Linked DNA regions of Mus musculus: all the other regions are linked to region 3. A link is a contact called in public HiCAR-type, HiChIP or PLAC-seq and Micro-C data. All regions are on one chromosome and are shown on one strand. Each heading gives the region's core, a stretch centred on a gene start, on an enhancer-like site or on the middle of the called end of the contact. The rest is flanking DNA. Distances are from core to core; before and after follow the strand shown.

The links. Hi-C and Micro-C count contacts between places; a contact is called where the count stands out from the background. HiCAR-type assays count read pairs that join an accessible place to other places. HiChIP or PLAC-seq counts read pairs in DNA pulled down with a chosen protein or histone mark.
Region 1: an H3K4me3 HiChIP or PLAC-seq map of embryonic forebrain shows a contact between it and region 3, with 10 times the contacts expected there. The contact joins the enhancer-like site here to the promoter of Chst2 in region 3. A contact is called at or near these places in 22 of 39 promoter capture datasets (the 3T3-L1 cell line, 3T3-L1-derived adipocytes, the HPC-7 cell line and 12 more), 4 of 484 Hi-C or Micro-C datasets (bone marrow-derived macrophages, cerebral cortex, cranial neural crest and 1 more), 15 of 115 datasets of contacts at active chromatin or transcription factors (VIP interneurons, cardiomyocytes, craniofacial prominence and 10 more) and 2 of 9 other capture datasets (adipose tissue and embryonic stem cells).
Region 2: a contact with region 3 is called in a HiCAR-type map of fibro-adipogenic progenitors, with 5 times the contacts expected there. The contact joins the enhancer-like site here to the promoter of Chst2 in region 3. A contact is called at or near these places in 3 of 39 promoter capture datasets (cranial neural crest, embryonic stem cells and second pharyngeal arch cranial neural crest) and 7 of 115 datasets of contacts at active chromatin or transcription factors (embryonic hindbrain, embryonic midbrain, fibro-adipogenic progenitors and 4 more).
Region 4: a Micro-C map of embryonic stem cells shows a contact between it and region 3, with 5 times the contacts expected there. The contact joins the promoter of Xrn1 here to the promoter of Chst2 in region 3. A contact is called at or near these places in 2 of 484 Hi-C or Micro-C datasets (both in embryonic stem cells) and 1 of 115 datasets of contacts at active chromatin or transcription factors (astrocytes).

Annotation. Positions count from the first base shown.
Region 1 is chr9:94,767,334-94,770,033 of GRCm38.p6, forward strand. The region is part of intron 4 of Slc9a9 (solute carrier family 9 (sodium/hydrogen exchanger), member 9); the gene reads left to right. Among named protein-coding and RNA genes, the nearest start is that of Mir7656, 17 kb to the left of the region's middle. Within about 2 kb of position 1,333, at least 6 of the 459 cell types and tissues checked have an H3K27ac peak or open chromatin away from gene starts, as enhancers often do. A contact at or near this core is called in embryonic basal ganglia and embryonic forebrain, where this site is marked.
Region 2 is chr9:94,700,226-94,702,925 of GRCm38.p6, forward strand. The region is part of intron 2 of Slc9a9 (solute carrier family 9 (sodium/hydrogen exchanger), member 9); the gene reads left to right. Among named protein-coding and RNA genes, the nearest start is that of Slc9a9, 32 kb to the left of the region's middle. Within about 2 kb of position 1,371, at least 56 of the 459 cell types and tissues checked have an H3K27ac peak or open chromatin away from gene starts, as enhancers often do. A contact at or near this core is called in fibro-adipogenic progenitors and second pharyngeal arch cranial neural crest, where this site is marked.
Region 3 is chr9:95,406,011-95,408,710 of GRCm38.p6, forward strand. Chst2 (carbohydrate sulfotransferase 2) reads right to left here and starts at 1,260. Exons shown (of 2, transcript NM_018763.2): 1 at 567-1,260; 2 at 1-463. The coding sequence starts at 281.
Region 4 is chr9:95,953,363-95,956,062 of GRCm38.p6, forward strand. It overlaps Xrn1 (5'-3' exoribonuclease 1), which reads left to right and starts at 1,398. Exons shown (of 42, transcript NM_001311130.1): 1 at 1,398-1,581. The coding sequence starts at 1,507. Gm16794 (a long non-coding RNA gene) reads right to left here. Exons shown (of 3, transcript XR_871036.3): 1 at 1,266-2,700.

The DNA.
Region 1 (2,700 bases), core at 83-2,582, 640 kb before region 3:
TATGATGGTGGTAACAAAGCCGGTATGTTAGTGGAATAAGACTAGGTATCTGTCTTTTTGTTAACTCACATTTTTATTTTATTTTACATTGAGCAATACTTTTTATTTAGAGAGTTAGCTTAACCCCCAACATAAATGCTGGGGAGTCATGTTTTCTGTAACAAATATTGGTGTCAGATATCAATCACTGGATGTAAGGTATGGATCATTTGAAACCCTCAGGTTACTTCCCAGATCTGCCGTCTGGGGAGGTTTTCATTTTAATTCTTTAATTCTTATTATAGGCATTGAGTGAGTTTGGAATCAAGTCTTTATTTTTGTGTTTCAAACTTCACTATAGTACCTGCTGCCTTTCTTAAATAAAAATGCTGCTGCCATTCATCAGAACAACTTGGCAAAAGCCGGAAATAGTAAGTGACAAGCAGAGAACGCTAATTGTAGCTGGGATAGAGCAAGTAATAAGAAAATGAAAAGATATTATTTTCAGTAAACCCAAAGAGAGAATTCCAGCTAAAGACTGATTAAAATGCCAAGAGAGAAAATGTTGTTTTCAAGAAGAAAATATATAAAAGATTTGGAAAGCACAATCCTTCCAGAACAAATCTTAAATTGTAACATACTACCAGGACATTTTCAATGTGCCATGCTGTCTACTGAGTTATTATTGCTGGCTGTAAACCTTTAATAAATAATGTGAAGCATGATAACTTGCTATTTTAATCAAGGGCTATTATTAGAATGACTCGAAAACCTGAGCTTTGTCCCACTTAGTGTATTAAAATAATTTTTTTCAAATACACCAATTATGATTGTCAGAGTAAGTGGAAAATAATTTATTTAGGAGAGAACCTCATTCTTAATACTCCGTACCCACCGACCCACAGATGATTAATTCTTTATAAACCAGCTGCAGCCAGCCTCAGAAGAGCCGTCTCATTATTGGTCCGTTATTGTGTTAGTCCTTTTTGTAGGAACCGATTAGTGGGCCAATTAACAGCCTTCTCCTTAGAGGTCTACAGCTCAGGTGGGGGAGGGGCTGCTCCTTCCACTAAATCCTTTGCTTCAGTCGCCTATTTTGAGCTTCAGACATAAGAATAAAGGGGAGAGAGATTTCCCAGTCTTTGGTCTTCTCAGCATTGATTAAAAATATATCTGAGATTTAGACAAACTCTAAAGGAGAAAGGTAGCACTCATGCATCAGTTGTTGTTGCAACAAAATGTCCTACAAAAATGATGTAAGAAACGGTTTATTTTGGCTCACAGTTCAAGAGTACAGCCCATCACAAACGAGAAAACCTGCTAGCAGGGGTAACTGGTCACATTGCATGGATGGTTAAAATCAGAGTGCGGACTGGAGGCATGTGTGGGAGGGGCACACGATGGTGGGGGATGGAGGGCAGCTGATACTCAGCTCATTTTCTCCTTTGTACTCAGTCTAGGGCCTCAGCCCAGGAAATGTTGCTGCCCACAGAGGGGATCTTCCCTCCTCAATTAACCCTATTTAGAAATTCTGACATCCAATGCCCAGGTATTGGTCCTGTGGAGGAGATAATCAATGCTAATTATTATCAATACTAATATTATATCTTATTTCAACAAAGGCCTTTCGTGTGTGCTTTCTTAAAATGTAGTGTTTAGCCTTGTTTTCTTCTGAATCCAAATGCCTAAAATGTTGTCTGGCATATAGTAGCTGATCAGTAAATGTTTGTTTCACAAATAAATGAAGACTTGCTAAGATGTTAGTATACAATAGTCAGAGAATGGGGCTCCTTTGTATAGGCAGCTCCCAAACTAGGAGAGAAAAAGACACAGCAGCAGATAAATCTAAGGTAGTATGTGCTGAATTATTAAAGTGCAGACACAGGAAGAGTGCAAGACAAAGACAGTTCTCTCTCAAGTTGGCAGCTTGGGTTGGAGGAGAGAAATCTTCCTAGAGATGAGGTCACAGAAGTTTCATAGACTTGCCAGGAACTCAACAAGCCAAAAGGGAGGCTTTAGGCCAAAGCACAGCGTTATGTAAAGACGACTCCTGGAAGAACATTTACTGTTAAAATATAACAATATTTATTTAAAAATCCATGCATTTTTTTTTTGAGATTTCATAATCAGGAGTCTCAAATGGAAAAAATGAGAAAACTTGGGGAAGGAGAGGAGTTGGAAGGCAAATCTGAACGTGCAGAAATTGAGATGTTGAAGAAACTGAGGTTTAGCAATGCCAAGTTGTTCATGGTCCCGAGGACAACCATGGAGTAGAGTTTGTGAGTCCCTTTCCTGAGCATACCCACTGCTACTGTGCTGTGACAGGTAGTGTGGGCTGCCTGCCTCCCCCCCCCCCCCCCGTCTTTCATTGAATTAGCAGACTCAAGGAATAGCTCATTTTCGAAGGCTTCCTTGGTGACCAGGAGGAAGAAATCAGAAGGATCCTGTGTGATTTGGATGATTTTCCAGAATCCTATTTTGCCTCTACTTGGTTATTGTTTGCTTGTTTTAGTTTTTATTGTTTTTGTTGTTGTTGCTGGGTTTTTTTTTATAGCTCACTGTGTTGCTTGCTCATTCATTCATTCATTCATTCACTCATTCATTCATTCCATGGTTCAAGCTTACAGATGGCAAGCTCTGTGCTACACACTAATTCATAGCCCTGTGCATTGGCTTCATTGCAGGGACCTGAGGGAAGCCACCATCTCTCACCTCATTTTC
Region 2 (2,700 bases), core at 121-2,620, 710 kb before region 3:
ACTGGGATTCAAATGGATCTTTACTGAATTCCTACAATGTAGACAATGCACGCTACTGATAATTGTTTACTAAAACATATTTCAAAATGAAAGAATGTGTCCGAGAAGGGGAGGACACTGACTGTCCTGTCTGACTTGCTTCCTGGTTGAGATGAAGATGGACTTCAACCAAACACACATCACTTACATTTTCCAGATGTAAGCTGGGTGGGTTACATGCCTGCCAGCACTTAGTAGTTTGACATAGGTGGATTGCTACAAATTTGAGATCAACCTGGCTTACATAGCAAATACCAAATTCCCCAGGACTGCATAGCCCTATCTAAAAGATCACCATCCCCATAAAAAGAATCCTGAAGAAGAATTAAGACCAGAAATAAAATAAAGAATGGTTGTAGCTTAGGATTTTCCAGCCCTGTGCTGCCCCCAAGTGATCAGGACTTGACATGTATGCCTTGGCTGCCCCAGGTTTTACACTCAATAAAAGCCTAAGACAGCCTTACAGAGTGTAGTACATGTGAAGGCAAGCTGCTCAGGCAGGAAGGGAAGCTGATCTAGGGTAGGAAGGGAAGCTGAACCCTGGCAGGAGATGAGCAGGCACAGGGTAAACTCCCACTCCCATTGCCTCCCATAAAATGATGTAGCTCCTCTAAAAATGCCTGCCTCTGACCGTTCTGTATGTAAAGCACCTCCTTACTCTGACAAGTGACCAATACATTTAAGATTTAAGGGCTCTGCATAAAAATCTGAAGAAACGTAAGAGTGTTTTCTGCATGAATAATCATCCCTTAGTGTGGCCAAGCCACAGTCGAGATGTCCCGATTGAAAGGCAGTCGTTATCACTGACGTGCTCCAATGCCTGGACCACTTAATTTTCTCCTGAAGCTCTGTCAATCTCTTAACTTTGCTTCACTCCCCTGTTCAGCCTCCATTTTTCTCCCTCTTTCCTGCTTGCCATCTTTGTCCCTTTATTTTCCTCCCCTTCACCCCTCCTTTATATCTAGTCCCTACTTGCCAGGTCCCTAAAGACACCCACTCCCAGGAGAGAGGGGCCTGGAGCCCACTGTGCCTGCTTTCTCAGCACATACTTCTTCTATAACCCCTGTCCCCACTTCTCCACTGAAGGCAAACGAAAAGGATCAGCAGTGCCTCCAAACCATGGCTGCTGCTCCAGGAACCAGCATCTGGGTAGGGTGGGGCAGGTTGGTCCCTTCCCAGCCCATCTCGGGAGATCTCGAGAGATCAGTCATAAGCAAAACACAGCTCATTTTGGAGGTTTGCATTCTTGTCCCTGTCTGAAGTGATTGAATTTCACATAGACGGTGACTAACTGGGAAAAATGTGTCCCAGATGTGGTGCTCAGAAATTATTCTGAGAACAAGGTTATGTACACAAAGCTCCAGCCTCCCTGTGCATCTGTCACTGATGCTGGCACCTGCATCCAGCAGCAGCAACGTTCTGTAATTCTTTATTGGGCTCTTCTGCAGCTGAGCTCTTTGTCTGCCTCTCAGTCATCTCTGTCTCTGTGTTTCTGTGTCTGTCTGTCTCTCCCTCTAGCTATCTTTCCTTCGGCCTGTATCTCTGTCTCTGTGTTTCAGTCAGTCTTTTTCTCTGACTGTCCCTCTATGTTTCCTTCTGTCTCTCTCTTCTCTGTCTCTGTCAGTCTCTGTCTGTCTCTGTTCATCTCTCCCTGTCTGTCTGTCTCTCTCTCATTCTGTCTCTGTATTTCTGTCAGTCTCTGTCTCTCTCTCTCTTACCGTCTCCTGTCCCCTACTAACCCCTATCCCAGCCTTGTCCTCTACCTGTTTCCTCCCTCTGTCTGTCAGTCTCTGTCTCTCTCTCTCTCTCACTGTCTCCCCCCACCCCCATAGCCCCCGCCTTAAGCCCCATCCCAGCCTTGTCCTCTACCCGTTTTTCCCATGACACTTACTCCCCAGAGACCCTGCTGCACGGATGATTCTGGAGTGTTTCTCCTTGGCTCTGACCTTTCCATCAAGTACACAACTCCAAGTGTTGCAGACAGCCGGGCTCAGTGAGCCAGGGCCCAGGAGGCCTGAGGGGTCCTGACCTTCCCACCCCCACCGAGTCAGCCGCTTCACAGCCACACTGGCTGTCACTCAACCAGGTGTAAAAACATAGGTCTCTTCTTTTTTTCTTTCATTTTTACCTCTCTATTTCAACCTTAAGCCCCACTAATCCTCTCTGCCATCTGCCCAGTTTATTTTAAGCAAATCCTTGTTGAGTGAAGTGCTGTCTGTCTCATTCTGTCAGAGCCACCTCCTTTAGCACCAACCGTCCCTTGAGCTGGCTTTAGTAACTGCAACCCGACAATGTTTTCCTTTTACACAGCTCAACTTCGATGTCTCTGCAAACTAATCTCAAGGGACTTACCTTTTTAAAAGGGGGGGGGGGTGATGGTGGGGAGAATAAAACACTGTATTATTTGAGTAAGTGAGACAGCCATATGACTCGGCATTTAAAAGATTCAAAGTATATGTTGGGCTGTTGATGCTTTTATTCAGTGACTTTTCTGTTGGCCTCGTTTTGCAGCTATAGAGAAGCAGATGGGAGTTCAGCAGTGTAGAGATGGAAAGCAAGGTGGGTAGGGAGGTTACAATGTAGGGACTAGGGGAGAAAGGGAAAAGAGAGGTTAGCAAAGATGTAGGAGCCACATGGAAGGAGTAGGTATCACTTCTACCT
Region 3 (2,700 bases), core at 10-2,509:
GCACCCAGAGGCCCGTCGGGGTTGCACTGCTGCAGCGGCTCTTTATGCCACTTGTAGTCCAAGAGGTTGAGCATCGTGAGCACCAGTAGCAGTGCATAGCCCGCGCACAGCACCAGCGCCTTCCTGCGAAATACCTTCATCCCGAGCGGGGACGCAGGCCAGCGGCGTCCTGCGCGCCGGGGCCACGGCGGGAGCAGGGCCCGCTGCACGGCGGCAGGCGCGGCCGGCAGCGGCCGGGGAAGCGCACCGGGGGGCAGAGCTCGCGGCGAGCTGCGGCTCATCACAGGCACAGCCGGGGCCGGCGGCGCGGCGGAGGCGGCCCTGCAGCCCAGGAGGGGGACGCTGCAGGCCGGCTGCGGGCGCCGGGACTGGGGCCGCCGATCCGAGGCGGGCGCGGCGGCAGAGGCTGCTGGTCCCCGGCGCCCAGGGCTGGCTCTCCCATGGCAGCGGCTCCGAGAAGGACCTGCGAGGGGAAGCGGAGTGAATGGGTGAGCCCAGTCTCCGGTCCAGATGCCTCCTCCGCCTGAGTAACGCCCACCCTCTAGTCTGCGGGCTCCTCCACTCACCTGGAGCGGAGGGTGCGCCTCGGAGCGTCCCCAGATCCCCGACCGGCGGACTGTCCGGCTAGCACTCTCCTCGGTTTCTCTCCGGTTCTCTTCTGCTAGGGGTCCCCAAGCCTTCGAGGGAGCCGCGAGACTCCGCTGCCCTAGCCCTAGGCAGAGTTTTCCAGCAGCGGGCGCCCTGCACCCCGGGAGGGGAAACTTTCACCGGGCCCGGAGCCCAGCTCTGCGCTCCACCGAGCGCGGCGCGTCCCGGCTCCAGCGACGTCTCCTTAGGTCTCTCGGGACCGCTGCTTCCCTCCAGGCTCTGGGGCACGAAGCAGGCAGGAGGCGACAGTGGGGGGTGGCTTACATACGCCCCAGCTCCAGGCTGTTCTGCTCTCCATCGCTCTCTCTTGGCCTCCACGTAGCGAACCTTCCCATCCCTCCGGCGGCCGCGGATAGGGTGCAGCGCGGCCCCGCAGCGGCGGCTGCTTCTTCCATCACCCGGAGGATGTCCTGGCGGGCGGCTCAGGCGAGCCCCGGCGCTCCGTGGCCGCGGACTGGCCCAGGACTCTGTACACCTAGCTGAAGGCAAAAGAGCGGGACCCCCCACCCCCGCGTCACCAGCGGCTTCTGCCCTACGAGGTCCCGAGGCAGAGGAAGCCCCCGCCGCGGCCGCACTAAAGCGGCGCCCGGGAGGATGCTGCTACCCGACTCCCCCTACGCCGGGCGCCTGCAACGCGCTCGGGCCGGCCTCTGCGCGGCTCCTGCCAGCCCGCTCGGGGTTGGTGCGCGCCGCCGTCTGTCGCCCCGGCTCCTCCCCTTCGCCGTGCTCCCCTCCTCCTCTGCCTGTCCCACACCCGCCCTCCTCGCAGCTCCAGACTCCCGCCGCCACCTCCTTAGGGGCTGGAGATGCGACCCGGTTCAAGGAGGCGCTGCTAGGGCCTCCAGCCGTTAGTAGCAGAACAGAGCTCTAGGTGCGCCCGGGGCGCGGCGCCGGCGCCTGATTCCCAGCTCGCCCGCACAGCCGGAGACTTGGGTTCTCTGTAGCTGCACGACTCGGCTCCCAGGATTCGCTCTGGAGAAGAGTTGGTGATAAAAGTTTGAGCAGAAATACCCCGGACGTACGCTCCTTTCATCCCCAGCGGTCAGCACTGGTGTCCCCTCCTAGGACGCGAGCAGCACCGCCCAACAGCGCTGTGTGCAGCGGGAACCCAGTTCTGAAGCCTTGGCCCTGGTGCTAGCCCATTCCAGCGGGTTTGTGGTTTCTCCCTCAAGGAGGAAGTAATAAATCTTTCTGGGCCCGGGGTCACTGAAGAGGCTTCAGAGTATGCCTCTCCGCAACCTTTCCGAGTGTCCTGGATTTGGACAAGGCCACAAGGTTTCGATGATCCCACCCCCACCTCCTGCCCGGCAGATGTTCTAGGCTTGTGGAGTTTCCACCTCTGCTGACACCCTCTGAGACAGGGCTGCTGGGGGGAGGGGAGGGCGCTTTGTTTAAATTTGTGGTGTGATAGTGAGTCCATTGACTTTAAAGAGGAAGAGATGAGATCAAAGAACTTGATCGCAAAGGAAAACGTTTTTGGACGTTGAAAGTTACTTTTTAGTTTGGTCTGCGTTGGTTTGTATACTTTTCTTTCGCTGATGAGGGAATAAACTTCCATTGTAAAATGGGACAGCTACAGGATGGGTGGAGGTTAGAGGGCACATAGGAAAGATTGTACTCCAGTTTCCACCTAGAAGGGCAGAAAGATGAGTCATTGCGGTCCGGAGGTGAACTACTGATCACTGGGAGACTGATTGCCCCCCGTCTCTCAGAAGCTTTTACAAGTAAAACATAATTACTGCAAAATTATCATAGTCTACCTGGAGCAGCCCACCTCGGCTGATGACCCTCCTAAATTTAAAGCGTTGCCATTGACGACTTTTTTTTTTTTCAGGGTATTGTACAGAATCTTCTGGGTACAGGGATTGTTGAAAAAAAAATGACTTAATTCAATTGTTTTATGGCTTTAACTGGTTTGGTTTTGTTTCAGTTTGGTTTGGGATTTTTGTTTTGTTTTGTTTCAGTTTTTGTTGTTGTTGTTGTTGTTGTGTGGGTTTCATTTCAGGTTTTAAAACTTAAAAAATAGTATGATGTAGGACCAGGGAAATGGCT
Region 4 (2,700 bases), core at 148-2,647, 550 kb after region 3:
AGGTTTGAGTTTTGGGGTTGAAATGGGCTTTCTTATCAACTAGGATCTCCCTGAACTTACAATGTACCTGAGGATGGCCTTTAACTTCTGATCTTCCTATGCCTCCTAAGTAACCACAACCGGCTTTTTGAATTTTGTTGGTTTCTTTGTTTTGAAACAGGGTATCAAAAATTGTGGATGAGGGGAGTAACCCAGAGTCTTGAAATGGTGGGAAATTACTCTTTCCCACAATACAACTCACAGACTTTAACAAGAAGGAAGGCCCAAGTGTGGATACCTGAAATCCACCTCGAAGAGGAATAATAATCATGGGAGGCAGAGGGAGGAAATTGGGTCGGAGAGGTGAGAGGAAGGGGAAAAGAAGGGGCGGGATCAGGTATGGAAAGGAGGGATGCCCAGAGGGCCAGGAGAATTAATCAACATGCAGCAGTGGAGGTTAGGGCCCATGGGGAACCTCTAGAAAGTCCCAGAGATCTGGGATGTGAGAGGCTACTAGGACTCAATGGGGATGACCTAAGCGGAAATGTGAGGTGGAAGCAGATGGGGGAGCACCCTCTCAGAGTTGGGAGGAGGGCTTAAAGAACTCCGGGAGGGGGAGTCAGGATGGGGGGGGGGGTTGGAATGTAAATAAAGTAATTTAATAAAAGATATAAAGAGGAAAACTATAAAACTCTTTAAAATATTAGAAAATTAAAACTCTTCTGTAGGTTTACATTACTCAGAGAATTACTCCTCTCACAAGCTAACCAGACTTTTTCAAGTCCACATTGAAAAATAGTAAATTTAACGATCCCACGAGGGACAAGCCCACAGTACAAAAAGCAAGTGTCCAATACCTTTCTTACTAGGGTTTCTATTACTGTTATAAGCACCATGACCAAAAGCAACTTAGGAAGGAAAGAGTTTACTTGGCTTACACTTCCACATCACAGCCCATCATCAAAGGAACTTGAGGCAGGAACTGAAGAAGCTCTGAAGGAATGTTGCTTTCTGGCTAGTTCACTCAGCCTTTTTCACATACCGAAAGACCACCGGCCCAGGGGTGGCAGCAGCACACATTCAGATGGGCCCTCCCGCATTGATCAGTAATCAAAATATTCCCACAGGCCAATTTGGAAGCAGCGTTTTTCTCAGTTGAGGTTTCTCTTTCTAACGACTCTGCCATGTTTCAAGTTAACATAAAGCTAACCAACTGTCTCTTAAACGTTCTTATACCATCCGCAAGTCCACACCTCAATCAACTGGCATTTTAAACCTGAGCTCACCTAATGCGCAAATCACACCTCTTGCGCTGTCACCAACGAGTATGGAAGAGCGAGGCAGCGGGATAGACAGGACCCACCGCCCACCAGCGCCGTCCTGCCCCTCTAGGCCCACGGTTTGCTCTATGGTCTGGCGGACCTTGTGTTGTCATCCTCCGAGCGACGGCCGGAGGCGGCGGCGGAGGCCCGGGCGGGGTGTTTGGTTTCGTTTCTGCACCGACTGGAATTAGTGTCGACGGTCAAAATGGGAGTCCCCAAGTTTTACCGATGGATCTCGGAGCGGTACCCCTGCCTCAGCGAAGTGGTGAAGGAGCATCAGGTGGGTGAGCTCAGGCCGCGGCGCAGAAAGCGGGCCCGCGGGCCTCTCTGCGCTGTGGGACCCCGGCCTTCCAGCTGCCCGCGGTGCAGGTCAGCGGCCGAACGGGGGGAAGAGAAGGGGAACGGAGGCTTGGCGGCCCCCGGGTAGCCGCACCAGGTAGAGGCAGGTCAGAACAGAGTGGCTTGCGGCAGGTCTGAGCTCCCCCTGGGAAGGCACTCCAGGACTTGCAAAGGAGCCCTTGGTGGGAAGGCTTTTAAGGAGCCCTCTCTGTCCTCCTGGGAACCGGACCTGGAGCTTCGCTTTAGGCTGCGAAGCTGTGTGGGACGACTTCTCGGGTCCCTCATCCCAAGCAAAGCAACAGACGGTATACAAGCACTAACGTCCCCGTGGTGGAATCGCGGAGCACTCCAGCTGTGAAGAGCTGCATTTAACCTCAATGCCTGGACCGGTTGCTGTAGCTAGCTAGTGTCTTGGGTTTGTGATACTTTTTCATGCTCCCGTTAGCCCCCAGACAGGACCGACCCCCCTATTGTCTAAACGAACAAAACGTTTAGATGGAGCGCAGGGATGGGGCGGGGAGGTGGGGGGAATGGTGCTTAAAGGCTTTAGTATGGCAGAAAGATCTCGAAACATTATTACTAACACTTAGTGTATAATGACCCTACAGCAGCGGGTTTTTTTTTTTTTTGAGTTCTAAAAGTGTGTATTTGTATATTTATATATACTATATACTAGAATATATCTGCATGTTTGAATGACGGAGGAGAGAAACCAAATGTTCTAATAGGTAAACTAGACTTTGAATGATAATGTAGTATGTCACATTTAATGACTTTGGTTTACAGAAAAAAAAAACTCGTTTTTGAAATTTGTATACTTAATAAATTATTTGTGATAAGTAGCACTGTATTAATACTGGAAGTTGTCAATTATGTGGGGTTTTTTTTTTGTTTGTTTGTTTTAAGGTACTTATAAGGTTAAAGATAGAATCCAGCCTCTGGAAAGGATTCTTTTGATATTAACTTCTAATGAAAGTTGGCATATAAAAGAAACCTTATAAAAAGTTCGAAAATGCTGACTTGTCTTCCCCTTATTTTAGTTAAGATTAGATGGTATGAA